7 separate regions of the Mus musculus genome follow, and all the other regions are linked to region 5. Evidence: chromatin contacts called from public promoter capture Hi-C data. All regions are on one chromosome and are shown on one strand. Each heading gives the region's core, a stretch centred on a gene start, on an enhancer-like site or on the middle of the called end of the contact. The rest is flanking DNA. Distances are from core to core; before and after follow the strand shown. Region 1 holds the start of Aunip (aurora kinase A and ninein interacting protein). Region 2 holds the start of Pafah2 (platelet-activating factor acetylhydrolase 2). Region 3 holds the start of Eya3 (EYA transcriptional coactivator and phosphatase 3). Region 4 holds the start of Ppp1r8 (protein phosphatase 1, regulatory subunit 8). Region 5 holds the start of Nudc (nudC nuclear distribution protein). Region 6 holds the start of Rpa2 (replication protein A2). Region 7 holds the start of Mtfr1l (mitochondrial fission regulator 1-like).

Region 1 (2,700 bases), core at 8-2,507, 960 kb after region 5:
CTTATAATATATTCTAAGGGTTTTCGTGTAATACATATGAAATTCATATATAAAATTTATATAAAACCAGACATACGAAAAGTTACAAGAAATATTCACCCAGGGCTGGAGAGAGGGCTCACTGGTTAAGAGTGTGTCCTGCCCTTCCAGGAGATCTGAGTTTGATTTCCAGCACACATATTGGGTGGCTCACAATCTCCTGTAACTCTAAATAATAATTACAAACTTTCTTTTAGTTCTGCTTTGAACTGACAGAGATCTGCCTGCCTCTGTCTCTCAAGTGTTTGCATTTAAGCCTCCCATGCCTGCTAGACAAGCACTCTAACAAATGAAGTTACAGCCTCATCCCTGGATTCCAATTTTGTTTCTTTTGTTTTTTTTTTTGAAACAGTGTTTCTCTGTCCTGGAACTTGCTCTGTACACCAGGTTTGTTTTGTAACTCACAGAAATCCACCTGCCTCTGCTGGGATTAAAGGCCTGTGGTTCCACCACCCAATTCCTTGATTCGATTTTTTATTTCATGTTTTCAAAGATCTTCCATGTATTGGCTCAGTTACTCTTACATGCCAATTAGTGGCAACCCCTAGTGTCGGGTAACCAACCACTGGGTCAGCCAGGGACAAAAGGGTTTAGAGTGGGGTCTAGAACCTGGCTCCACTGCTCCAGGAGGGGAGGCTCTGGAGTAAAACTGTGCAGTCTGAGACTGGAGAGATGGCTCAGCGGTTAAGAGCACTGGTTGCTCTTGCAGAGGACCCTGATTTGATTCCTAGCTCCTATATGGTGACTCAGAAGAGCCTATACTCTAGCTCCATCCTCGGAATCCTACTCTTCTGTCCTCCATTTACACCTATGCTCATGCGCGCATGCCTACAGACACCCCCCAACATAATTCTTAAAAATTATGCATAAATATATTTACATAAATATATCAACACAATATATTAATATACACTCACTTATAGAGTATATGCATGTATTTTATTTTATCATGTATTCTATAATACTTATATAGTATAGTCACAAATTATATGAGTACATATTATATATGTGGATACATATTACATATTATAATATGTATTCATATATATATTTCTGAAAAAAAGTGCAGTCCTGCCAAACCAAACTTGGTAGTGACCTACACATGCAGAGGGTGCAGAGTCCACACAGGAATGAAGAGCAAAGCAGGAAGAGCTCCCGGGAACCGCCCGGCTTCCTTAGCGCACTGGGCGTGGTTAGGGGCGGGGCTTACGTCATTACGGCCGGGCAGAGCCCTGCCTCCTGCAGTGGCGGGAGATCTGAACGCGGGTTGGCGCTAACGCCGGCTGCAGTGGTGCGCGGTGCGCGGCCGCCATGAGGCATAGAGGGCCCGAGGAGGAGGCGTGTGGTGTGTGGTTGGACGCGGCGGCGCTGAAGAGGCGGAAGATGCAGGTGGGACGCCAATATTGAGGCGATACGCGGGCTTTGGGGGACGCCTGAAGGGAGGGGGTCGGCATAAAGGGAGGACGGGATTCGGGGCGACTGGCAGCGTGAGGCCTTTGAACTGGCGCCTCAGGCGTCCTGTGGCATGCTGGGAAGGGCTCCACGACTGGTCACCTACAGGGTGCGGTCTACCCAGTTTGCCAGAACCAGCAACATGGAAAATGCAGATCAGATCGGGGATCTGGCCCAACATTAAATGAGCATCCCTGGGGTGCTGGAGACTAATTGGGCGTTTAATATGCGTTGGCTGTGTCATTAATCTTTTTTTTTTTCACTAGTGAAAGAGGGTTGAGTAATCCAGGTTCCCCCAGTTCGCTTATTACCAACAAGTGTTAGACAATTGCTTGTTTAGCATCTTATGCTGGCCGTTGTGTTTAGGGTTTTAAGTAATATTACCTTGTTTGGTCCAGCTATATGCTAGTATCAGTCCAATTACCTAGGCAGAACATGATATGTCCCCATAAGTAGTTTCAAGAGAAATGTGACTTTTGGAGTTTAGAAAGATTGCTGTTGATTTGAGACTATTAAAGCAGATTGAATGGAACAGGTGGAGATCTGAGATTTAAATAGTATGATTAGCAGTCTAAAGAGCAGCTGTTAACCATTTTTTGCTGATGAAAAATTGGAGATTCTTGGTTTTTGTTTTGTTTTGAGCCAGGGTTTTTTTTCTGTTATGTAACTGGCTATTCTGGAACTCACTGTGTAGAGCTGGCTGGCCTTGAGCTCAGAGATCCACCTCTTTGCTTCCCTAGTGCTACGATCAGCGTGTGCAACCACACCCGACTGAAAAATTGAGGATTCTTAAAGTCATCTTACAACCGAAGTCATTTTCTTCCCCGGGGACAGCGTTTCTCTGTGTAGTCCTGGCTGTCCCTGAGCTCAGAGAGCCACCTGCTTCTGCTTCCCAAGTGCTGAGATTAAAGGCCACCATTGCCTGGCTGAAGTAATTTTTTGAGGGTAACAAACTTTCACATTTTTTTCCTCTTAACATTTTTGGAGCCGGGCGTGGTGTCGCACGCCTTTAATCCCAGCACTCGGGAGGCAGAGGCAGGCAGATTTCTGAGTTTGAGGTCAGCCTGGTCTACAAAGTGAGTTCCAGGACAGCCAGAGCTATACAGAGAAACCCTGTCTCGAGAACAACAAAAACAAACAAACAAACAAACAAACAAACAAAAAAACCAAACCAAAAAAAAGAACATTTTCGGAATAGGTAATAAATCG
Region 2 (2,962 bases), core at 109-2,608, 860 kb after region 5:
GGGAGGAGGGTCGGGCCGGGGTGGGGTGGGGTGGAGTGGGTGGAGTCTGGCAGAGGCTCCTCCCCCTTCCCACTGGCTGTGCGGTCCACAGCCTGCAACAGAATTTAGCTCCTCTTCCCTTCCTCCTTTTTGTATTAGTGGGTGTCTTAAAATTTGCGCTGGAAGAACAAAAGAGGAAAAGGAATAGTAGAGAGAAAATTATTGCCTCCCAACGTTAAGTAGAGTGACTCTGGCTGGCTTCTTGGGGTTTTTCCTCTGGACCAGATGATTGGCAGGCAGGAAGGTGTGTGTGTGTGTGTGTGTGTGTGTGTGTGTGTGTGTGTGTGTGTGTGTGTGTGTGTGTGTATGTGTGTGTGTGTAGTAACAGCTGTGGCCTTAAACAGTTCAGGACTATGAGTTCTTCAGTTACACACGTGTATGTGCCGAGGCAGGGACAGGGGTGATTGCAGGGAGCGTTGGCAGCAACCATCTCCAAAGTCTCTCTTTGCCCAGGCTTGCTCTGGCTTGCACACTGATCCTCCCAGAGGAGGACTCAGAATGTCCAAACAAACCGCGGGGGTGGGGGTGGGGGGCAGGGCCCCGCCCATGCAGGTGGTTTAGGCTGTAAGGAATAGGAATTGAAATGTTGCTTGCTTTAAGCCGGTTCGTGGGCTGAGTTAGACCTCTCTGCCTTGCTCTTGAGTCTGCAAAATTGGTCCAGCTACCTCCCTTCTCGGAAAGCTGTTGAGAGGGTTAGATGAAGCAGTGTTTATCAGAGACTTAGTACAGTGCTAGCTGAGGAAGAGCTGGACCTCAGTGGGGCGTTATTAGCCAGGGAAGGCAAAGTCTGGGCTGTAATCACTACAGCAGTTACTGTCAGATAGATACACGGTAGGTGCGGGGTCATTACGCAATAATCCTGAGACAGAGTCATGCATCCCAGGCTTGCCTTGAACTCCTAACCCTCCGGACACCACCCTCCTCAGTGCTGGGGTTACAGGTGTTCATCGCCGTAGCTGTTTTCTATAGTTCTGGGAATTGAACCCAGGGCTTCTTGTATGCTAGAACTGAGCCACACCCTTATGGTTTGTAGGTTTTGAGGGATCTGAGGACTAGCTCATCACCACTATCTCCTCACCCCACCAGAGGGAAATGAAGACCACAGTCCATAGGGCTGGGGATGGAATGGGTCGCTACCTAACAAGTGTAAGGCCCCGGCTTCCACCCCGCCACTGCAGAAAGACAACCGAAAGACGAGCCTGAAAACGTTGGCAAAGTCGCAAGTGTAAATAACGAATATGATTTAGTGAGTAGCTGGCAGGAAGGTCGGCTGGGGTGATAAGGATGTCAGGAAGTGGACAGGGTTGGCACATGACCTAGAGAAACAGCAAGTGAGGGAGAGACCAGCAAGAGGCTGTTCTGTGTTCTGTCTTCCAGCCAGCAAATTCCCGAGCACCCGGCTTTGGTCCAGCTGGTGATGAGATGGGGGCCGGCCAGTCTGTGTGCTTCCCACCCATCTCGGGACCCCACCACATTGGCTGCACGGATGTGATGGAGGGTCACAGTCTTGAGGTAAGTGTCCCAAGCTCCGCCCCTGCTCTGTTCCACTGCGGGGACTTCACCAGCACAGGTCCAAGTGTGTAAGTTCTGGGCTGCTAAGTTACAGCTGGGCAGAGTTTGGACATCAGCCTTTTGGCCTGTTTTCCTGCTGGCTTTTAAATTCCTCATTTAAACTCTTAGAACCTCCGCAGATGGCCGAGTTCTTTCTGCAGCAAGGAGGAGCCAGAGGCACCTCACAGACCCTTTCTCCTGTCGTGAGTCCAGGCATCTGACCCTAGAGAGGTTTTTCGATGCCATCCTGATGTAGGGGGACAGGATGAAGCATAGTGGGCCACAGGCCACTGTCCTGACTCTACAGCTTGGGTGGGAAGATGAGGTCTTCACCTCTAGCCTCCCATTCACTTCTCTCTGGTTTCTGAACCTCCTGCCAATTCCTAAGCTTTTCTTTTTCTTTGTTTCCTCTTCCTCCTCCTCCTCTTCCTCTTCTTCCTCCTCTTCCTTTTTAACATTTTTGAGGTTTCTCATGTAGCTCAGGCTGCCCTCCAACCGGAAATGTAGCCAAGAATGACCATAAGCCCCTGATCCTCCCACCTCCAGGACTTCAGGCACGTGCCACCATGACCCAACAAGTTCCTTAGGTTTTTGTCCCCGGTGGTTGGGCTCACCTCTGTTCTGTGAGAGACACCCACTTCCTGGTAACCCCTCTCCTGCTCCCTCTCCTGACCAAGCCTTCTGCTGCCACTGAGTTCATCCTAAGAGCAAAGACCTAGCCCCCCCACCTCCCTCGTTCGCACGGAGCCTAGGTCCACAGTATGGCGCTGTTCCAGGATGTAATTGGAAATGCACTTGACAGTCAGGACATAAGCCCTCTGATGTGCTAGCCACAAAATTGTTTCTGGATCGGAGGAAGCCTCTGTTTCTCTGTTGGTGCCCCAGACTCCTGCTGACCCCAAATGCCTAAGCTTTGTGGTCCCAGCAGCTGCTCCCTTCTTTTCCCCAGGGGAGCCTCTTCCGACTCTTCTACCCTTGCCAAGCATCAGAGAAGTGCGAGCAGCCCCTGTGGATTCCCCGCTACGAGTACAGCATGGGTCTGGCCGATTACCTGCAGTATAACAAGCGCTGGGTGGGGTTGCTGTTCAACGTGGGTATCGGTAAGGCTGGCCCGGCCCTGGCTGCTTCCCGGGTGCCTGGTTACATCCCCAGAAGAGACCCAGGCAGACACAGGAACTATTTAGCTTGCATAGTCCAGTCCTTGGTTTGGAGAGATGGGAGAGACTTGGACGCGTGAGAATCTGGGTCATGGGTTCAAATCCAGACTTTGTAATTTACTGGCAGTGGGACTTGGGCCAGTCCCTTATCCCACTTGCCCTGCCAGCGTTTGTAGAACTGTGGTGCCAGATACAGGTAGAACTAGAACCTCTTG
Region 3 (2,807 bases), core at 16-2,515, 910 kb before region 5:
TTGAAGACAGCATCTACTGATTGTGCTAAGTAGGTGTGATGTGTGAGAAAGAGCAGTTAAGATGCTCGCTCCCCAAAAAGTAGTTGCTTAGAAAATTGTTGAAATAGAAGCAGTTAATAAAAATCTTTTATTTTTATTTGTATTGAAAAGCTAGGTTTTTGTTTTTTAAACTTTGTGGGTTAATCTAATATTTGTAATTCTGGGTCTTTTTTTCTTTTTTTTAAAGATTTATTTATTTATTATATGTAAGTACACTGTAGCTGTCTTCAGACACTCCAGAAGAGGGAGTCAGATCTCATTACGGGTGGTTGTGAGCCACCATGTGGTTGCTGGGATTTGAACTTTGGACCTTCGGAAAAGCGGTCCGGTGCTCTTACCCACTGAGCCATCTCACCAGCCTGGGTCTTTTTTTCTTGAGGGTCTTTCCCTTCAAACATGAATGGAATTGAATACACTGACAACTATACAAAGCCTGTCTTCAACTCCATTCCTCGTCCACACTTGAGTTGTATTTTAGAATTAATGAAGCATTAAAAAATGTTTCTGAGCTAAGAAGGTGGATCTCTTGATTTCGAGCCCAGTCTGATCTTTAGAGGGAATTCTAGGCCAAGGTCCATAGAGAAAAACTTTTCTTGGAAAAACAACAACAAAAAACCACCCCCACACACACCAAAACAAAAACAAAAACAAAAACAACAAAATGTTCCTGAAAACAATTTGCACAAAATGAAGGCAGCTGCAAGTGTAATATAATACTAGGTATAAACTAAATTTTCGGATAGAAATGTTCACTTTGAGTTAGCCTTTCAAGTGTCTTCAAAAGTTCCCATCCATTTTTCCTCTCCTAGTCTTTCTAACTCGACCAATTGCAGTCAACATTTTTCAACTTCGTCGTCCCTTTACGGTAGGAATCACACACATTTTTTTTTTTTAGAACTTACTTTCAAAGATGAGAGCGGTGGCTGGGCATGGAGGCACAAGCCCTAGGCTGAAGGAGGAGGGTCCCCAGTTCGAGATCAGCCTGATCTGACTTTGTTTTGGGGAGGGCGGGAGTACTTTTCACGAAGGCGGCGGCAATTTAGCAGCACCAGCATCCTCGGAAAGTCATCTCGTGCGTAAGATCCAGGGAGTCAATCACGCAACTGGGTCTGCGAGGTGGGCGGGACCTAAGCCTTGCCCCGCCCCGAGACGATTGACTGGTCCTCTGGGTTCTGTCGGAACGGGGTGTGGATTGTTAGGCGGTCCCGCATCTACTTCCGGTGGCTAGGGATGCGCATCCGGGTCACGCTAACGCCGCGGTTTCCGCCACTCTGTTGGTTCCAGAGTGGGTCCGTAATCGTCCCATGTCGTGCTGGGCAGTGTCTGCAGCCGTCTGGTGAGTCCCCGCCGCCGCCAGGGTGTGAGCGCGGTGGCTCGGGTGCAGCGTTCGGGGTCCCGGCTGAAGAGGTCCTCCTTGGTCGTGCTGGGTAGGGGGTCCCGTCACCGTCCCCCTCGTCCCTGCCTGCCGGTCTGCCCTCGAGCTTTTCCCGGGCGTCGCTCTGGCCTCGCCCCTTCTCGCCTAGGCGCCGGGTCTCTGCCTCCCCCTTCTCTCAGCACTTCTTCCCGATCCACTGTTTTTCCACCCGGAGCGTTGGGGTTCGGCTCTGTCCCCCAGCCCTCCTCGCCTGTGACCCTTCCCCCCTCCAGGGACTGGTAGATGACAAGAGTGTTGCGCCTGCCCTTTCAGAGCGAGAGGGCTTCCTCCGAGTCCAGATCCTGGCCGACTGCTCCAGCTTGGAGGCGCGAGGTTAGACTTGAGGTCGCTTCCCCAGTTAGAGAACAACAAAGGCGTCCCCAGGTCCTCGCACTGCCTCAGTTTGCTGGGCTCTCTGGGCAGCAGCGAACAGGTGGCGGACTCGCTGGCGGGCTTGTGAGATCTCCTGAATTGACAGGTCTTCGTCCTGTCTGTTTTGAGTCCTCTGTCCCACGAGAATGGATGTGCACAGCTGAGGCAAAAGTGCGGATGTTCTTCACTCTGCATGGATTTAAAGTTAGAGGACTCCGGGTTTCTAAACTTTTAAACGACTGTGATGTGGTGTGGTGTTGCTGTTTTCTGCCAAGATTCACCAATGTAATATCATTTTCCTTATAAGCCAGACATTGTTTCTTAGAACGTTCTTTTTAACTTCTTTTTCTCTAGTGTTGCTACCATGGTTTAGAAATCATGATCTTAGCATTTTAAAATTTAAGACATCTTATCTTACATTTTCTGGAGGTTTAAAATCATCTATAATGTGAAAAGGGTTAGACTTTATAATGGTTAATGTCCTGTTTCTCAAATTTTGTGATCTAAGGTATATCTAGAGGTACAAATTTGGATAATTCTTTTTTTTTCCTCCCTTCCGGTTTTTGGGGTGTTTGTAGCATATCATTGCAACCATCATTTTCTTTTCGTCATTTTGTGCGTGATCAGTCTAAAATTCAGTATTAATAATTAAATATGTACAGAACAAATAACCGCGTTTATTATTGGTTCCTCTTGGCACAGTTCTCCCTCATATACACATAAGAGAATAGAACATAGACTGCCATATTCCAAAATTGGGCCACTCCCTTCACCTATTTTTAGCAAAGGACTTTGGAGCTTGGCCATGTTAGTCCTAGATGCCACAGAGAAAGACCCTTCTGGTTGGCTTTCAGGATTAACCTGGCCAGGGAAGCCCCTATGAACATTTATCTGTCCTCCCCTGCACCTACACAAACTGGGAAGAGGAGCCTTTGTTCAGCCTGACCTCCTCATTTCCCAGCAACAACCCCAGTAATCGTAG
Region 4 (2,823 bases), core at 309-2,808, 700 kb before region 5:
TTACCCAGATGAACTCTTGGTACCAAATCAGAGATCTGTAATTAGGGAACTAGAGCAAATCAAAACCACGCCCACGAAACCAAGCTCCAAAGGGAGGGAGGTGTGGGGGCACCCTGAACAGGTGTTTGTGAAAAAAAATCTAAGTCATCAGACTGTTTTCTATACCTCGCTTCATCATTCAAGGGGATGGATGCTCAAATGTCAAATCACCTGACACAGTTCCTGGTATACACCAGACCCTGAGGTAATGACAGGTGATCTCAAAGAAAGAGTCTCTTTATATTTGGCTGGCCCAAATTTGAAATAAGTGCAGCCAGGGACCAGTGTGGATAAAGAATTTGTAGGCTGAAGCACATGGATATGTTAAAAGAATAAAGAAATCCAGGAAACAGCCAAGCATTCATTCGCTTCCTGGGCTTGTTCTTTTGAACCTTCCAGGGCCCTTACATTTGCACAGAAGAAACGATATCGAGTCTATCTCATTGAAGATTCAACACAGACATCTCACAGCTCCGCTCCAATCTCTCATGGCAGTGGCTAAAAGGACAGTGCATCGAACAAAAGCCCATTTGCTTCGAGATACAGATTAAAATGAACATTAAAGCCAAAATATTTTGTCTGAATATCCTACCATGTGATTGACTCAGGCCTAGGAGCTGAGCATGATGCAAGGGTTTTTGCCCTTGAAGATCTCAATGTAACAGAAGCCCGAGAGGTAACACGTTAATAACCAGGAAGAGCCGCAACAGCAGAAAGGGCTCTAACCCCGATGCATCCTCGTGCAAAGCAGTTCCTATTCATTCATCTTGCACCCCACTCAACGCGGAAACCATCCTACTACTTCTCTGAACTTCCCAGGGGATGAAAATGCTGTATGCTAACAACTTCTGCTGTCTTTTGTACCGGGTTTCGTGCTGGTCTGGTCAGAGAACAAGGGGGAACAGTCCCGCGCCATCCCTGCCCGCAAGGAGCACCTAGTCCGCTTGGAGGGTGCAGCAGCCACGGAGGGATGCAGCATCAGGTTGGACTGAGGTAGGGAAGCCAGCTCGTGCGCGCTCCAGACCTTCAGCACCCGGGGAAGGTTTGATGCTCCCCGAGAGCATCGGGCACTCAGTGATGAGTTAGGGCAAGTTAGGGGCCAAGGCCTGAAGCACCCCGGTGAGCGGCTGACCTCCCAAGCGCTGTATAAACTGAATACCTTCGAGCCCCCAAAACTCGGGTTTCCGCAGAGCCTGGGCCCCAGCTCCAGGATCCTCCACACGTCGCCCGGCCCCTCACAGCGGACAGTTTTCCCTCAATCATTCCAGGATCTTTCTGAGACGTTCGTTTCATCGCAAAAAAAAAAAAAAAAAAAAAAAGGAAGAGGAAAAAAAAATACAACCTTCTCCTTTCTGTCCGGGTTAACTCACGCCAAGCCGCTCCAGTCCCAGAAACCTCATTACTCACCAAGTCGGGCAGTCGAACAGCGGGAGGCTGGAGCCGGAGTTCACGGCTGCCGCCATCTTGCGTCTCCCCCTCCCATTTGGCGGGTCTGAAGCACGCCGGGAAACTAAGAGCTCGGGAGGGAAGAGGCGGCATCCCAGCAGCCTGTGCGCAGCGCGTGCGTGCGCACGCGCAACGCAAGGACGCTCTCCTGGGAGCGCCTCTGGCGGAGGGCATCAGGGGCTGGGTTTGAAGTCTGCAGTGTTTGCTGGAGAGGCTGGGGGCGGGTGTCTCCTTGGTCACGGGGTCAGGAGTGGTTTGTACCTTGATGCGGCTTTCGCGCTGCGTTTTCCGCCAGAAACCCTAGAGCTCTGCAATCTGCATTAACTCCCAGCTACCCACCCCCTCGGGCTTCATCTAGCGATAAGCAGGTGATGGCTAGAGATAAGAAGTGATGGCTTTTTTTTTCCCCCTTTTTCCAGCCTTCCTTCGAAACACTGCATCTGAAAACAGAATCCTTACTCATTTGTCCTTTCTGATCCCAAGTCTGATGTGTACGGCTCAGTGGTAGTGTGTTCAGCAGGCGCGAATGAGGCCACTGATTCAATTCCCCAAAACCAGTAATTTTCTTAGATCTGGGAGAATCTATAGATTAGGCGACTGTGTCAGAAATCATGTAGTCTGTTTTTGAAAACTTTGGACAAACTGCTGCAAGGCACAGACTCAAAAGGAAAAAAAGCCTCCAATTTTTAGTAACTTAACCAATTCTCAAAAATGTTTAATTCATGGCCCCTTAGGATTTTTCTCTGTGGGTCATAGTGACATAGGAAGCATTAGGGTTACCATCTTCCTCTAAGCCATTAGCTTGCTGGTTGTAATGGTTTTGTCTATTGAGTGCTTATGGGGAAGTATGTATTTCATATGGATCAGTTCACTTGGTATTCCCAAAACTCAAGACAGATTGATTCCAGAAGAGAGGCTCTAGCCTCACCTTACAAGGAGTGGTATTCGAACCTGAGTCTATGTAAAGCCAAAAGCCAGGCTCTACTAGTCCCATATGTTTCTGACAACATACCATTCCTTCGTATGCAGTGGATGGTCCTTTTTTCACTTTTGCAGAAAGATGGGATGATGACTTCACAGTTTTTAAAAGAAACAAATGGTTGGAGGGTGTGGCAGCACATATCTGAAATTCCATCTGCCTTTGCTTCCTGAGATACAGGGTTAAAGGTAGTCAACACTATGCCCTGCTAGACAGTAAAATTAATAATAATAATAATAATAAATTCTCCAGGTTTCAGTAAGCAACAGCAATAGAACATGTCATGGTTTGAATATGCTTGGTCCAGGGAGTGGCACTATTTGGAGGTTTGGACTTGTTGAAATAAGTGTATCATTGTA
Region 5 (2,746 bases), core at 39-2,538:
ACTCAACCCTAAAAACCCAGATACTGGTGGCAGGAATAAACTGGCCCCTTAAAACTGTCCTGTCACAAACACTACTACTACTACTAATAATAATAATAATAATAATAATAATAATAAATTTCTTTGGTTTTGTTTTTTTTCTGAGACAAGGCTTCTCCGTGTAGCCCAAGCTGTACTAGAACCCATTCTGTAGACTAGGCTGGCCTCAAATTCAAAGATCCACCTGCCTCTGGCTCCTGAGTGCTGGGATTAAAGCAACACCCGGCTCCAAATAATTTTTTAAAGCAAGAAACCCTCAACAAATTCCCCAAATGCAAAGCCTAGTCTCTTCCGTGTCTGCATCCCCAGGACCCAGTCTTATTATGTGTCTGGTACACGACAATGACAAGTACTTAGGTGCTAGGCAGGGTGGCCCATATCCAAGTTCCCGCACTCTGAAGACAGAGGAAGAATAACCCTGATTTGGAAGTCACTTGGTCTATATAGCAAGTTCTGCGTAAGCCAGGGATATAGAGCAAGACCCTGACTCAAGAAAAAAAAACAACAGGAACTGATATTCCTAAGCTTCACCTCACAGACGAGGTAACTGAGGATAAACCAGGAGGGAGCTTAACCTACAGGTCTCCGGCTCACTTCCTCAGTCAGTATACTTTCAAGTATAAAGAGACCACGTGCTAACCGCCCCCCCGGGCTCTCACTACCCTACACAGTATTGATAGGCAGGCTCCACTTTGGGTAAGATGCAGATCATATCGAGAAGAGTCGGCCCAGAGATGCTCTAAAGAGTAACCACCATTAGGGATGCTCTACACAGTAACCATTAAAATGAAAGCAGAAACACCCGTGGAGCGCAGAGTGGGTGCGGAAGCTCTGGGGTCACTCTGGGACAACGAAAACTGCTCTTGGGGGCTAAGTGCAGGGCGCTGACGGCGTTGGAGCGAGACTTCACTCGCGGGCTGGGCAGACCGGAAGCTGGGACGCGGGGACCCGGGGACCCGCGCGGCCGGGGTGGGGGAGGTCTCGGCCGACCGCGGAGAAGGGCTGCGGCGCGGGCCACGTCGTTTACCTCCTGCACGCCGCCCTCGTGCTGCTGCGCCATGGCCAGCAGCATGCCGTCGAAGCGCTCCTCCTCCTGCTCCCCTCCCATCGTGCTGCGCCCCGAGCTCCGCACTCGCGTTCTGCGATGCCCGCGCTCCCCACGGTTCGCGCGGGCCCAACGGCTCCCCTCGCTAGCCTTCCGCAGCGGAGCCGGAAACACGCAGGAGCCGCCCGGCCGTGCGGGTTCGCCCTTCCCGGCTTTCTTCCCGCCTCCCCGCCCATCGGTGCCCATTGAGCTCCCGGAACACAACCCGCTTCTCTGGCCATTGGCTAAGCCGAGGAGCAAATCAACAGTCGCGGTCCCAAGGCAGTGGGCGGGGCTCGCTGCCGCAGAGTTTGGCTTGAGTTGCTATGGTCACCAGATACCTGGGAGCTTTCTAGAAAGCTCTGAGCTCACATCTTAATAGGGCTGGAAGTTTTGATCAAGTGATACTGTTAGCCTTCTCCTCCTACAAGCCGCAGTTAAGACTCAGGAAGAAAGCACTCACCAAAGGGTCAACCTACTAGACGTTTAAGAAAAGAGCACAAAACTGTAGTTTGAGTAGAACAGTTTTACAAACTGTTTGCACTAGGATTAATGCTCTTTCATTACTGTCTGAAAATCCTTAGTTTTTCTGTTTTTTTGTTTGTTTGTTTTGTCGTTGCTGTTGACGGCAGAGGTGATGGCTTGTTTTGTTTTGTTGAGACATGCCCCGTGTATCCAAGGCAAAGACAAACTTGTGTTCCTGGCCTGCCTGCCTTCACTTCCAAGCACTGAGATTGCATGCAGGCTTGTATAGCCTGAAGATTCCCCACCGCCGGCGCGTACATTTATTTATTACTTTGTAAACCTGAGAGTGCTATACTGTTACAAGATTATTACATTAACTTTTCCAGAGAGCCTGGCTATCTCACACCTTGGAATAGGAACTCTTAAGGGTTGAACGTCACTCCCAAAGAGCAGGTTCCTTCTATCAGATTGAGGTCTCTGAGAGCTGGTCTGGGTCATCTCCATGTTAGAAGCTGTGCTGATTAATTTTATATCAACTTGACATTAGAGTCAGCAGAGAGGAGGGTGCCACAATTGAGAAAATGCATCCTTAAGATCCTTCTGTAGGCAAACCTGTAGGGTGTTTTCTTAATTAGTGATTGATGGAGAAGGTCAGCCCACAGTGGGTGGGGCTATCTGTGGGCTAGTGGTCTTGAGTTCTATAAGGAAGCAACACCTTCTATGATCTCTGCATCAGCTCCTGCCTCCAGGTTCCTACCCTGTTTGAGTTTCTATTCTTACTTTCTTCAAAGATGGACTAATATGTGGAAATGTAAGCCAAATAAACCTTTTTCTCCCCAATCTGTTTTTGGTCATAGTATTTCATCACAGCAAAAGAAACCCTAGTACAAGCCAGGCAGTGGTGGCAGGTGCCTTTAATCCCAGCACTTGGGAGGCAGAGACAGGTGGATTTCTGAGTTCGAGGCCAGCCTGGTCTACAGAGTGAGTTCCAGGACAGCCAGGGCTATACAGAGAAACCCTGTCTCAAAAAAAAAGAAAAGAAAAAAGAAAAGAAGGAGGAGGAGAAGAAAAAGAAAAGAAAAGAAAAAAGAAGAGAAGAGAAGAGAAGAGAGAGAAGAGAAGAGAAGAGAAGAGAAGAGAAGAGAAGAGAAGAGAAGA
Region 6 (2,860 bases), core at 95-2,594, 780 kb before region 5:
CTTCAAGACAGGGTTTCCCTGTGCAGCCTTGACTGTCCTAGAACTCACACTGTAGACCAAGCTGGCCTCAAATTCACAGAGATCCACCTGCCTCCACCTCCCAAGTGTTGGGGTTAAAGGCGTGTGCCAACCCCTCCCCCAGGTAGGGTTTCTTTCTTTGAAAACATGAACATGTTATCTATGCCCTGGATACAAGCCTGTGTGTGCGTATGAACATGTGTGCTGGAGTGTGTGCTTGTGTGTGTGTGTGTAGAGGACAACTTGTAGGAGTTGTGATGGAGCAGCCTGACTCCACCTTAAGTTCTGAAGCCATCTTATCATACTACCAAAATAAGTCCATTCCTCTTTTCTATAAAACTTAATTTGACCAGGTCTTGACCAACTTTCTGAATTTCGACAGGTTCCACACCCTATACCCTGATTTCAGTCTGATAGACGTTCTGCCAAATAATGCTGAAATGTTCGACCAAGTGCCTACATAACCCTTGAAAATGTCCATATTCTTGCAGTTTTGGGGGTTATATAAACCTCACCTCTTGTGTTCGATGCTGTTTTCTCATTTTGTATTTGTTTTGTTTTTTCGAGACAGGGTTTCTCTGTGTAGCCTTGGCTGTCCTGGAACTCACTCTGTAGACCAGGCTGGCCTCGAACTCAGAAATCCTCCTGCCTCTGCCTCCTAAATGCTGGGATTAAAGGTCTGTGCCACCACTGCCCGGCGATGCTGTTTTCTCAAAACCCCAGTTTAGCGAGATAGCCATCTCTGACAAAATTAAGCTTGCTTAATTTGACCAAAAATTGTTTAATCATTTCTACTCATCTTCAGTGGGATTAACAGTTGAGCCTCTCCTTCCACCATCACGCAGGTATTTATTTATGAATACAATATCACTATCTTCAGACACACCAGAAGAGGACAGCAGATCCCATTATAGATGGTTGTGATCCACCATGTGGTTGCTGGGAATTGAACTCGGGAGTTCTGGAAGAGCAGAAAACTAGCAGTTTGGCGGGAAAAGGGGGCTAGCGAGCGGCGGAAGTGATGTAGGGTTGCATGCGACGGAGATGGGGTGTGTGTGAAGAATGCTTGAGGATGGCCCCGGAAGTATCGTTTTGATTGGTTGTTTTCTTGAATACTGTCCTATCGGAAATTTGCCCTCAGTAAAGATGGCCGCGCATGCTTCCATTCCTTCTTGGGGCCGGGTGTTTTTCCTAAGCTTGGCCTTGATACCGAAAAAAAAAGGAGGGGACTCATGAGTTCTGATTGGCTGAAGGTAAATGTGTCCAGGGCGCTGATTGGCTGTCCCTTCGCGGGAAGGAGTTTGTGGCGCCAGTGCAAAGTAGCCAGAAGGCTGCCACGCCAGAGCGGCACAGAGTTCCCAAGTGTTCTTAGTTTTCGTGTCCGAGCGTCTTGGGCCGCTCTCTCCGGAGAACTGCGACCAGGATGTGGAATAGTAATGGCGGGCGTGGGGAGAGTCACGCGAGGGTGTTGGGAGTGGGCGAGTCTGGCGCAGGAAGGCCGGGACGGAGCGAGAGGCCCGAGGCGGGCTCGGCGGCGTTCGCGGGGTGGCAGGGGGATTGTCGCGGCTGGGGCGGTGGGGACAGCGGTCGCCAGGTATAGAGATGGGGAGCGCAGCGCAGACTCTGACGACGGTCGTTCCCCGCAGGCGGATTCGAAAGCTTCAGCAGCTCCACCTATGGCGGAGCAGGCGGCTACACGCAGTCCCCCGGTGGCTTCGGGTCGCCCACACCGTCGCAGGCGGAGAAGAAATCGGTACGTAGACTGACGGCTCCGTTCTCATTTGTGTCCTGGCCAGGAGGGAACGTGTTTTCGTGCGGGAGGGTGGCACACCCCAAGGTGTCAGAAGCTGTCCGTTACCTACCTTGTCTTTTGTATGGTCAAGTGGGGAACAGGGTTTTTATTATTTTATTGTTTGGCAAGCCTGCAGTGGTTCGCCCGGCCTCCATTTTCCTGGCCCTACCACTCGAAAGTATGCTTTAGTAGAGTTTAATATCGCTGTCCCCAGGGCACAAAAATCCCTGAAGAACAAGAGTCCACTGTGTTCAGAACAGGTTTGGGGTTGTTTCCTGTTGGTAACTGACAGGAAGGACACGCTAAGCCTTAATCTGCTGGGCTTTTTCTGCCTCGTACATATTCATTGTATGACCAAGTGTTTTGGAGGTGTTTGTAGCTCTGGCTGGCCTGGAACTCAGAGATCCACCTGCCTGTACACTGTAGTTGTCTTCAGACACACCAGAAGAGGGCATCAGATACCACTACAGATGGTTGTGAGCCACCGTATGGTTGCTGGGAATTGAACTCAGGACCTCTGGAAGAGCAGTCAGTGCTCTTAACCGCTGAGCCATCTCTCCAGCCCAAAAAGATCCTTTCTTAAAAAACAAACAAACTACATTGCTCGTAGGTGGCTTGAGAGGCAAGTGTCTTTGCTAGATGCTCCTCTGCCCACTCCATCTGACTCTCCTGTTAAGATGCCCAAAGATGAGCAGCTTGACGAAACTCACCAGGTTTTCTGCAGAGACTGCCATCTGGTTGCCAGAATATCTCCTAAAAGAAGCTATACTTCTAACTTCTTCCATTTTATCAAGAAACCTAGAGCATCTTCGTAGTCCTTTTTCTGCTTGTCATTTCTCAAGCCTTTTCACAAGGCCCTGTTGTCTCCGTGGTGTCCTGAACACTGCTCTTGCTATGTCTGGGATGTGCTCTTTCTACCCCTACCTCTCTGAGACAGTTGTTTTCTTGTTGTTGTTTTGTTTTGGGTGTCTGTGTGTGTGTGTGTGTGTGTGTGTGTGTGTGTGTGTGTATCCTTGGCTGTCCTGGAACTCACTCTATAGACCAGGCTGG
Region 7 (2,700 bases), core at 42-2,541, 990 kb after region 5:
CTATTACTCTGGTGTTTAAATCTTTCAACTCTCTTCTAGACTCCACAGTCCTGCCAGCAGGATATACCCCATCTTCCAGCTCTCTTAAGACCAAGCTCTAATACAGTTTGGCAAGTACACGATCTGCGACCATACTCACTCCCTAGTCTTCTGCTGGGGCCATGCTACTACCGGGCTACCAGCTCCCAACACACCTATCTGTGCCCCAGTCTATACCACTGCCTCTGTGGGACCCAACTTATCCAGCTTATCTCAGTCCCTCAGCACCCAGCTCATCCATCACTCTGTCCCTGGCAGCCTGGGGTTCGCAGTTCACTCCGTGGCAGCCTGGATCGCCTTCCGAGGGTGCTCAAAACAGAAATGGAAGTAACCGAACGGCCCATATCCCGGCCTCCGGCAGCCGCTGTAAGCACTTGGCTTGCTTTTAAGAAACCGCTGTAGGCGACACTAACTTGGCTTCGAGGCCCCGCCCCCCGCGTGCCCGCTAGACGCTCTAGCCGGTTCCGCAGCCCCGGCTCTCCCTCCGCACATCGGCGCTGCCGCAGCTCCTTCTGCGCTGGCCGTGCCCGCGTCTTCCCGTGCGGCCACTCTCGGCAGACCCTCTCTGCTCCGAGAGCGCCTCGACCCGGCAGGTCCTGGGCCAGGGAGAAACTTTAGCCCAGCGGTGCCCGGCGGACACCCGGGCAGAGCGCGCGAGGGTCTCACGAGGCGCCGGTGGCCAGCAAGATGCAGCCCCCTGCGCCCTCAACGACGGGTCCCCACCCCCGCGACGGCGACCCGGCCCGGGCCAAGGTCGGCCAAGTTCCTACCGCGCGTCCAGCGGCCCTTGGACCCGCGGGCCGGGCCGGGCCGCTCAGTAGCCTCCAGGCCGGCGTAGGTCCCAGATACGCCGCGCGGCCCGGGGCGTACCGCGCTCCAACGGCTGGGGCGACCCCAACCGCTGGGTGACACGGCCAGCAACTACGCCTGGGGACCAGTGCCCTCACCGAGGGGGGCAGACAGCGGCGACTCCCGCGAGAACTTGCACGGGAACAGGGAACGCGTGCTCCCCTGCGCCGGGACGGAGACGCCGGCGACGGCCCAGGGCGCTCACCGAGCCCGTCTCCTGTGGGACCCCGCATCGGGCTTAGCCCGGACTCCAGCGCCACACTCACCTCAGCCCCTCCTACCCCAGCGGGCGGCCCGGCCTCGAAGTCCCTCACTTCCGCTGACCCGCCTCCGGAAGCAATCATTTGCAGCTGCGCGGCGAGCACCACGCCCAGGAGAGGCGGGCCTAGAGAGGGGCCCGGAATGGACGCGGGCTCTGAGTGGACGGCAGACCGGCCAGGAGGCCACACCCCTCCCCGGGCCACGCCCTCACCCCTCCGGGGGAGGGCACGAAGTCTGTGCGCGCATCCCGCTGGAGTTTTCCTCCCAAGTTTAGTTGCTGCCGTAGGAGTTGCTTCCCGTGTTTAGTGTCAACAAACTTCTGGGAAGCGGTAGTCTGCCAGTGTTGCTGCTCAGCACTGGAAATAGTCCATACTCCTGCTGCAGATCTCCGAATCCTCTCATCTTGGCATTTCAGCCTTTCCTATCTAGTCTGGACCCTCGTCCCATTTCATGCTCCCCCAGATACATCCCCCAGCAAAAATGGCTGCTTTCGCCTTTCAGGCATGCCCTCCAGTGCTTCGGAATAGCTGTCTTCTATTTTAAAGTTCTCTGTCTCACACACGCTCATACACGTACACACGTGTGCAGCATAGTTCAGTCTGTTAATGAGATGGGTGGATTGATGGCACTCGGAGACACCAAAGCTCTCAAGGTCGCTCTTTCTACCGGTCTCCATGGCATCCAGTTAATGGGCATACACTTTCTTCTCTGCACGTGGCTTTGCCTGACTCACCAGTTCTCCCAAAGCCTATAATCCCCACCTGCCAGGGACAAATCTTTTGGATTCGTGGGTGGACAGCTTTGTGCAGTCACAATGGGCATTATGCCCAGACCTGCCTTACTACACCCATACATGCTTTATTTCTCTATTGTTGTCCTCTGGAAATTACAGTTATATGTTGCTGAAGAACGGGTACTCTTTGGGAAACGTGTCCTTAGGTGACTGAGTTACACAAACATTATAGAGTGAGTACGTACACACACCTACAGAATATACTACATCCTAGGTGAATTGGTAAAGCCTATTGCTCCAGGCTACAAAAACCTGCACAGTTGCAACTGTGCTAAATCCCAGGGAAGTTGTATCACAATTGTAGACATTTACTTCTAAACACCGGTAGGGCACATGCCAAGATAGATAGCTGGAATTTCTCAGCTCCTTTTTGATTGTTGGGTATCACTGTCAGATAGTCTATCAGCGACAAAGCCACTGATAGAACCTAGTGGGGAAACCCCCACTCAATTCCCGATTCGGTGTGCACCCAAAAAATCACGAAGGACCATCTTGATGGAATTAAATGAGGTCGTTTAATTACGGAGCTCCGGACCGACATGCATCCCACACAGGAGATAACGGATGTCGGCCACGAGGCTGGAAAGCTAGGGGTTTTTATGGGGTAAGGGGCTTAGGGGTGTGGAATTCAGCATAGCAACACACTATTGGCTTATTCAAACATCAGGAGAAAAATTACATGTACGTGCAGGGTGTCAGAGTTCTGTGAGTTGTTGACTCAGTTCAGATAGCCCTGTTATGTCCTCACATTCCTCTTT

What was found. Promoter capture Hi-C pulls out the DNA fragments that hold promoters and counts their contacts.
Region 1: a promoter capture Hi-C map of macrophages shows a contact between it and region 5, with 5 read pairs. The contact joins the promoter of Aunip here to the promoter of Nudc in region 5. A contact is called at or near these places in 2 of 39 promoter capture datasets (macrophages and pre-B cells).
Region 2: a contact with region 5 is called in a promoter capture Hi-C map of pre-B cells, with 3 times the contacts expected there. The contact joins the promoter of Pafah2 here to the promoter of Nudc in region 5. A contact is called at or near these places in 2 of 39 promoter capture datasets (liver and pre-B cells) and 1 of 484 Hi-C or Micro-C datasets (B cells).
Region 3: a promoter capture Hi-C map of liver shows a contact between it and region 5, with 2.4 times the contacts expected there. The contact joins the promoter of Eya3 here to the promoter of Nudc in region 5. A contact is called at or near these places in 1 of 39 promoter capture datasets (liver) and 1 of 115 datasets of contacts at active chromatin or transcription factors (pancreatic cancer cells).
Region 4: a contact with region 5 is called in a promoter capture Hi-C map of liver, with 2.8 times the contacts expected there. The contact joins the promoter of Ppp1r8 here to the promoter of Nudc in region 5. A contact is called at or near these places in 5 of 39 promoter capture datasets (the 3T3-L1 cell line, embryonic stem cells, hippocampal neurons and 1 more) and 1 of 9 other capture datasets (pancreatic islet).
Region 6: a contact with region 5 is called in a promoter capture Hi-C map of liver, with 2.4 times the contacts expected there. The contact joins the promoter of Rpa2 here to the promoter of Nudc in region 5. A contact is called at or near these places in 2 of 39 promoter capture datasets (both in liver).
Region 7: a contact with region 5 is called in a promoter capture Hi-C map of liver, with 2.0 times the contacts expected there. The contact joins the promoter of Mtfr1l here to the promoter of Nudc in region 5. A contact is called at or near these places in 2 of 39 promoter capture datasets (liver and pre-B cells).

What each region holds. Positions count from the first base shown.
Region 1 is chr4:134,509,742-134,512,441 of GRCm38.p6, forward strand. It overlaps Aunip (aurora kinase A and ninein interacting protein), which reads left to right and starts at 1,258. Exons shown (of 3, transcript NM_001081099.1): 1 at 1,258-1,428. The coding sequence starts at 1,351. Paqr7 (progestin and adipoQ receptor family member VII) reads left to right here. Exons shown (of 2, transcript NM_027995.3): 2 at 1-496.
Region 2 is chr4:134,401,554-134,404,515 of GRCm38.p6, forward strand. It overlaps Pafah2 (platelet-activating factor acetylhydrolase 2), which reads left to right and starts at 1,359. Exons shown (of 10, transcript NM_001285874.1): 1 at 1,359-1,551; 2 at 2,540-2,690. The coding sequence starts at 1,462.
Region 3 is chr4:132,637,781-132,640,587 of GRCm38.p6, forward strand. Eya3 (EYA transcriptional coactivator and phosphatase 3) reads left to right here and starts at 1,266. Exons shown (of 17, transcript NM_210071.2): 1 at 1,266-1,375.
Region 4 is chr4:132,841,611-132,844,433 of GRCm38.p6, forward strand. It overlaps Ppp1r8 (protein phosphatase 1, regulatory subunit 8), which reads right to left and starts at 1,559. Exons shown (of 7, transcript NM_146154.3): 1 at 1,447-1,559. The coding sequence starts at 1,502.
Region 5 is chr4:133,544,739-133,547,484 of GRCm38.p6, forward strand. Nudc (nudC nuclear distribution protein) reads right to left here and starts at 1,289. Exons shown (of 8, transcript NM_010948.3): 1 at 1,067-1,289. The coding sequence starts at 1,147.
Region 6 is chr4:132,767,016-132,769,875 of GRCm38.p6, forward strand. It overlaps Rpa2 (replication protein A2), which reads left to right and starts at 1,345. Exons shown (of 9, transcript NM_011284.3): 1 at 1,345-1,451; 2 at 1,665-1,771. The coding sequence starts at 1,442.
Region 7 is chr4:134,534,096-134,536,795 of GRCm38.p6, forward strand. Mtfr1l (mitochondrial fission regulator 1-like) reads right to left here and starts at 1,292. Exons shown (of 7, transcript NM_029759.4): 1 at 1,155-1,292.